Regions from separate parts of the Mus musculus genome. Here region 2 is linked to region 1. The links are chromatin contacts, called in public promoter capture Hi-C maps. All regions are on one chromosome and are shown on one strand. Each heading gives the region's core, a stretch centred on a gene start, on an enhancer-like site or on the middle of the called end of the contact. The rest is flanking DNA. Distances are from core to core; before and after follow the strand shown.

Region 1 (3,560 bases), core at 600-3,099:
CAGAAGGTGTTCTTCTGCGTCTTATTTACCTTTTCCTTCCATATACAACTGTCTTTTAGGTGTTCTCAAAATAGCGACTAGAAAGCTGTGCCTTGGCTCACAACCCAAAACAGACACCTGAATCAGCTTTAGCCAAATTTAATTAACTGCTTCATGCCGGGATATCGTGTTTGTGTATCAACTTCAGGCCATGAACTACTTTCAAATATTGTATTTAAATGTGTTAGTCTTAATGTGTCTGTTAGCATTTTGAATCATATTATCCTAATACATCAAACAGTCAGGTCATAAATTAGATGTTCAGACTACAAATGTATCGCACATGCATCATTGCATAAAAGCCCTAGAATGATTTGTGCCTTGTTCAAACATCTCTCCTTACTCTGATAATTTTAATAGATACAGTAACATACAAGTCTGACTCATCAAACCTCGCAGTGTTAATCCTTGCTATTTAAGCTACGTAATTTGAGCTATTCCTTACCTTAACTAATGGATTTTGCCTGGCAAACATGTCCAACCTTGACCCATAACAGTGTTGTGACAAAATGAACCAGTAGATGGCAGTAGTGATTAGCAAAAACTAAAGTTAAACTTTTCCCTAGGTCATTGAACAATAATCATATTATATCCAAAATTCCTCAATAATAGGAGATTACAAAGAATTTGCTTAACTACAACGGATCTTTATTCATTGAAAGATTAAACTGATTAGATAAACCTGATTGCAACAACTTTGAATAATACTTTGAGGCGACTTTGCATACGCTGGATCAAAAGTTACACTTTTAGGATATTGCTACTGTTGTCTCTGTTTTTATAGTTATACAGTTCAAGCATCACATTAAAATTAATTTTATAAAGCACTTTAATTGAAACAGCAAGTTGGTGAATGTACACAGGCTTGTTAAAAGCAGAGCCAACCTATTCGGTATAACTATTAATGTTGCAAACTGCTGAACCACCTTCCAAACACTTAGCCGACTTTGCATTGTACTTGGGAGTTGCTGAGGTCTTGTTTGTTCATTTATTCATTTTGGTTATTTGGTCAGACAATCGCAGTGAGGAATGTCTGGTAGATCTTATGTCTCACAGAAGACAGCACTGCAGTTCACATTATAATTCTTAGGCAGCATGTATGGATAAATATAATTCCCAGAGATCAAATACTAAAGATTATAGAGATTATAATAAGTATGATAAGAATCATAAACCTACTTTGTATGGTTTGTCCACCAGTATCATTCATTTCAAAACTTGTTATGTTTTTTACAATAGTCAAACAGAAAGAAAGAATAGGGATTCTAGTGACGGAATTGGAATTGAAGAGAGAAGAGCTGATCAAAAAGACATCACGGTTTTTTGATGATGACTGCTTATCCTTCGGTGGCTCTGTCTCTCAGTGTTCTTAATACAACTGACTACATATAGTAAATAACTGTTGCTATGTTCGACAGTTTTCCTCTCTTAATAAACTGCAAACGTGTGGATCCCCTGCATGAAAGGATGCCATGGACATAGTCTACAGCTAGAGAAAAAATGGGAATATGAAAGCACCATGAACTGAACAGCTAAAACAATTCTGGCGAATCTGTTGCCTAATGAGAATAAATTGAATTGAGCAAAGCTCCAAGAGTATCCACTGGAGTAAAAGAAGGCTCTAAATTCTGTAGAAAGCCACTGGAGTGTGTCACACAAGCATCCAAAGAAAACAGGTGGTGATTTCAGATTTCCCAGGTGAGGTTATAATCAGGTTGCAATTGTGGGTCTCTCCAGTGTGAGAGCAAATATGGATTGTTCTTTATAGTCACGCTCGGCTGGTGTTCTGTTTGCCGCAGACGCTGCCTTTTCAAGCGACGTCTCCTCTACAGGCAGATAAATTCATCCCTTTTCCAAGGACATTTGTAATTGTCACAGTCTTTGCTGTTTCCTTTAACTGGGGTGAATCATCTGTTTAACTAAATAGTAAGAAAACACTTGCAGTTTCTTCCCTCTTCAACTGGCTGTAGCTCTCTGCCATGCTTTACGAAATGCCCCCTGCTAATCAAAGCCAACAGTGCATAATGGACTTTTTGTGAAAGCTGAAATGTATTTATTCCAAGTACAAAGCCTGCTAGCAGCCTGTGATTTAATCTCTGCTATTTGTTTTTCCTTATCAAGTGATTGACAGGAAGAGGCAGGCACAATCCATTTTTCTGATTAATACAGTGCCATGCACTTTGATTTCTTCTCATGAAGGTTACAAAGACTCAGCAATACCATCAGAAATAAAGAAGAAGGAGAAAATGTGTTTTGTTTTGTGAAGATATTTGAGTTTGTGAGGTGCAGGGGAGGGAATGTGGAGTTTGGAGTCAGAGACCAGGAAAGAGCTGCAACCGTCCAGGTGTTTTGCCCGAAGCTGGTGCTTTTCTAACCAGAAATCATTCTAGGAACCACTTTTCCCCACCGCCCTCCTTACCAGGCTAATATTTTTAATCAGTCTTCCTGTTGTATTTGGCAGCATTTTCTGTTTGTCTTGGAGTCGAGTAGCTGTGTACCGTACAATGTGTGTCATTATTAATCTGAAATATAATAAAATACAGTAATTCTTATGATTTTTTTCCGTTTCATCATTAAGAAAGTGAACATCTCAGCTTTTTGGAGCCCTTGGTTGGCACTGACAGCATATTTGAAGAGCTTGATGTATAAAAGAAATTCATTAATTATTGGTCGTGTTCTTGTATCTTTTTTTTCTACTTTAATAATTACGCTGCCAAACTTATATAAAAATAACTCATTATAAGAAGGAATTGTTCTGTTTTTCCATAAATGAAAGCAAGCTTCCATGGATTTGCTGTGAGTTCAAAACTATGTCTTTCTTTTCAAATGTTTTCCAAGAATATATGGATGACAAAACAATCGTGCAAATAATGTACTGGAAAAAAAAAGATACAAAATTCGGTATGTAAAGAAGACTCTGAGTAAAGATGATCAAAAAATGTTGTACAGAATTCTCAAAGAATCAATAATAATGAAAGAATATTTTTGAGAGAAGATATACATTTCAAAGAAGGCTATTTCTTTAACATGCTACTTTACTTATCACATGTAAGCAATGCCAATGATTTCAGAGTTTCCATAGAAACTATTCCAATCACACAATTATCATTTGATACATTTGGTATATGTAGCCTGATAGGAAATTAAATGGTTACTATGTCTCCTCAGTGCACTTCAACAGCAAGAACAATAATCTTTGAATCCTATTCCTTCATTACTCTATCGCTGCATGGAGGCTGACCCTTATGGCTAAGTAATTTAACATTCTATATGCACCGTGATTGGCCTAAAATGAGAAGTGACATATTTAATGTGGGTTTGACATGAGAGGAAAGGGCTTAAAGGTGCTTTCACAGTCTGAAAATGCTTCATATTATCTGTGTATTAGCCTTACTCAAGAGCAGGAGTTAGCTAGGCTGTTGAAATGTGCACATTGCTTGAGGTTGACGGACGGAGCTCGGATTTCTCTTACTGTGCTATACTTGCAATATGAACTTCCAAAGTTTTTCAACCTTTGCTCA
Region 2 (3,560 bases), core at 529-3,028, 2.3 Mb after region 1:
CCGGGAGACTAGAATCCACTCTGTTTTTTAAAGGACACAGGTCCTGTTCCGTGGTTTCATTGAGGTCTTTACCCTGGAGCCTGGTGGGGGCTTCGCAGACCACTCGACCGATTAGGGCGTTTTTGGGAATGTTCTCTAGCCATTCCTTCAGGGAGAGCAGATCACAGGTGCAGTCCCAAGGGTTATCCTCTAGCAGGATCTCGGCAATGCCAGGGATCTGCTCCAAGACCTCCTCATAGGGCAGTGTTTTCAGCCTGTTTCCACGGAGGTCGAGGTGGGTGATGGGCACATACTGGAATACATTAGCAGGTAGGGTGCTGATGAGATTGTCGTTTAAAATGAGGACTTCCAACTTGTTCAAGTCCTGGAAGGCCCCCGGGTCTATATCCCGTAATAAATTAAAATCAGCCTGGAGGTATTCCAGATCGTCCAGCCCCAAAAAAGTCTGCTTTCGAAAAGACTTGATCTTGTTGTTGTTGATGTGCAGCCGTTTCACCAGCTGCAGCCCCAGAAATGCCCCCGGAACGATCTCATGCAAGCCATTGTTTTCCATATGCAAACTAACCGCATTATAAAAGTTAGCGAACTCATTAGGGAAAAGTCGAGTGAGGGAATTGCCATGCAGAAATAAATGGTAAAACTGGGAAGTCGGGGCGGTGAAGCGCTGCAGACTTGTGAAGCCCTTTTTTTCACAGTCTACGTGTAAGTCCCCTTCTATCTCATTGCAAGAACAGATCTTCTCTTTACAAACGTCCCCTGTAACGTTTCCAGCGGCAAAACAAAGAGACGTCTCCAGCAACAGAATCCAAAGCAGCATTTTTAAAGCGAGCAATTCATCCCAGATCTCATCACAAAGTAACAGCAACCATCCTGCTCGCCACAGACACAATTCAAGTTCATTTAGTGCTCCAATGTCCGATCCCAGAGAAAGAGAAAAGAAGGGTTTGGGGGGGTGGGGGTGGATTCCTTCCTCCCTAACCCCCCCGTACTGCAATAGCCCAGACGCCAGTCAATAATTATATCCACAAACTATCCAGGCACATAGTGCAAGGCAAGCAGAAAAGAGAGGGGGGTGGAAAGTAGAGGAAAGAGAGAGAGAGAGAGAGAAAGCAAACTACTCCCCCTCAACCCTTTAAAAATAACCAAAATAAGTTAAATATATACCTGTACAATTAAAAGGAAACGCACCCTTACAGAATCATGTTTAGAGGTTCTCACTAACCAGCAAGGGAACAATGCTAGCAATTAGAAGCAAGTGCATGTTAGAAACAAGCAGGTTTGCAGCGTAGTACAGGCGCACTGCCTGTGATGGCTGTGCGTCGGACTGACCTTGCCTCTCGGATACAAAGCAGGGCTTTCGGCGGCTTCAGTGGTCCAGGCAGCTGGTGGAGTTCTTGTCTCGGTTGCGGGTTGCCCAGAAGTACCCCCGAGGTGCTGTCCAGTGCCCCCGGTGCTGAAATCACGCCCGCCCAAAAGACTCACTGCCCAGCCAATGGCGCTGGAAAATTTCCGCAATCACTGCGTTTTGTGGATGTCCATCCTGTTCCTTTGCTCCCCTTTGGTCGTCTTCAGCCCTTTTTTTCTGTGCTCCGGCCGGCGCTTACTAGCTCTTCTTTGCTTGTTCTCCTTCTCTTTCTTCTGCTCTTTCGGAATTACGTGAGGGGGGAGGAGAGAGGGGGAGCGAGTTGTCTGAGGGAGGAAGAGAGCGCGAGAAAGGGGAGGAGGGGGGGAGTTGCTAAGAAGCTCTGCTGGTTCCAGCCTGGTGCACTCTGAAAGATCTGACACCCTCTGCTGATCTGCAGTAGCAAAAATCCATCTGGTGAGGGAATGCTGAAAGAAAGAAAGAAAGAAAAAAAAAAAATCCACGTTTAGGGCAAGCGTTGAAAACGTGGGTATTAAAGGCTGTCGATCTACATAGAAGCTTATTTTAAATTGATTATTTAATGTTTTTTGCGTGCTAGAAACTTTACCCTTTCCTTTCCTTAAAGACCTCACAGCCCCCGCGAGCTCTAGCGTTCCGAAAGTATGGCTTTTAAAACATTTATTTCCCAATGGCTTGAATAAAATTAGTGTCAGGGTGTCAAGCGAACGGCAATTTGAGGTAATTATATTGCACGCCATTTTCATCGGTGCTTTAAACGTGTTTCTGCCTTCTCTGCGGTACAGCGTTTTATATCGTTTGATGCCTTTGGAACCTCTACTTTATTTTTGCACCCAGAAAGTGGCTAGTCTGGAAAAAATATATACATATATATATATATATATATATATATATATATATATATATATATATATATATTACATATATTACATAATATCACAATTTGGTAGAGAATATTTATTTCCAGGTATACAACTGAGGTATATACTTTTCCATTTTAAAGTTGTTATAAAATTTCAGTCAATTTGGTGATAGAGTTGAGTTTTTCTGATGGCATTTCTTCAATGTTATTTAAGACTGCAGGACGAAAACACAATGCATGCTTAAATTCTTTGATTTCAGACTAGAAATCTTACCATGACATTCTGAAAATGAGGGAAGGGGATGAGGCAAAATTTTGGAGGCTTTTAAAAACAGTTTGGTAAACAGGTACTAAGCCACCACACATGCATAGTGTCACACACACACAGAGGCGCGCGCTCGCACACACACACACACACACACACACACACACACACACACCTGACAATGTTTCCATACCAGATTTGAGGAATTTAAAATACATACAAGTAAGTAACAAATTGCATTTTGAGAGGAAAGAGTAGAAATCCTGGTCTGTAAGTCTGGGTAGCTGTATCCCCTCTCCAGCTCACTCAGGGTCCAAGAGGCTAGGGAGAGAAATGCTCTGAGATTTTTTTAAGGAGAGAATGTTCAAGTTACCCAGACCAAAAACTCAAAAAATGCAATGCCTTCATTTTTCTTTAAGATTCAGTTTTTTCATGGTTTCAGTTTCACAGACTTTTAACAGAGGTGACATTTTTTTTTTCCATTTAAAAAATTACAAATCATATTAAGCATCTTTTCTCCCCTTTTTCTTTTTCTTTAATTAATTAATTTGTTTAGTTTTTAGACTAGGTTTCTCTGTGTATCCCTGGCTGTCCTGAAATTTCTCTGTACAGCTTGGACTTGAACTCAGAGACCTGCCTGTCTCTGCCACCTGATTGTTGGGATTAAAGGTTGAAGGCCTGGGCTGCCATCTTTCCTTAAGCTGAAGCAAAGGAGACTTGATGACATTTCCCTTTCAAGCAAGTCTTAGGCAACCTTACCAACTATACATACTTGCTAATAATTTGTATAAAATCAAATATGCAATCAAGTTTGCAGTGTGGGAAGATTGAGGAATGAAAAGTTGTTAGCAAACTAGAGTTGGGGACATGTCCAAGGCTTGCTATGCTGTAGGAATGCCTAAAGAGTACATCTACTTATGAGTGGATTGGGAAGCTTATTCTTAGTTAAGTGGGAAGAAATTCATGTGTCATGTATAGGCAAATTGATGGACTCGAGAAAATTTGGTTAGAGAAGAGTTAGAGATAAACAGGTAATTCTTACATTTATTTAT

What was found. Promoter capture Hi-C pulls out the DNA fragments that hold promoters and counts their contacts.
Region 2: a promoter capture Hi-C map of hippocampal neurons shows a contact between it and region 1, with 28 times the contacts expected there. The contact joins the promoter of Slitrk1 here to the enhancer-like site in region 1. A contact is called at or near these places in 3 of 39 promoter capture datasets (cranial neural crest, hippocampal neurons and second pharyngeal arch cranial neural crest), 6 of 484 Hi-C or Micro-C datasets (cerebellar granule neurons, cerebral cortex, cortical neurons and 2 more) and 8 of 115 datasets of contacts at active chromatin or transcription factors (VIP interneurons, astrocytes, embryonic basal ganglia and 5 more).

Annotation. Positions count from the first base shown.
Region 1 is chr14:106,606,717-106,610,276 of GRCm38.p6, forward strand. No RefSeq gene overlaps it. Among named protein-coding and RNA genes, the nearest start is that of Gm41241, 49 kb to the left of the region's middle. Within about 2 kb of position 1,850, at least 5 of the 459 cell types and tissues checked have an H3K27ac peak or open chromatin away from gene starts, as enhancers often do. A contact at or near this core is called in hippocampal neurons, where this site is marked.
Region 2 is chr14:108,912,461-108,916,020 of GRCm38.p6, forward strand. It overlaps Slitrk1 (SLIT and NTRK-like family, member 1), which reads right to left and starts at 1,779. Exons shown (of 1, transcript NM_199065.2): 1 at 1-1,779. The coding sequence starts at 817.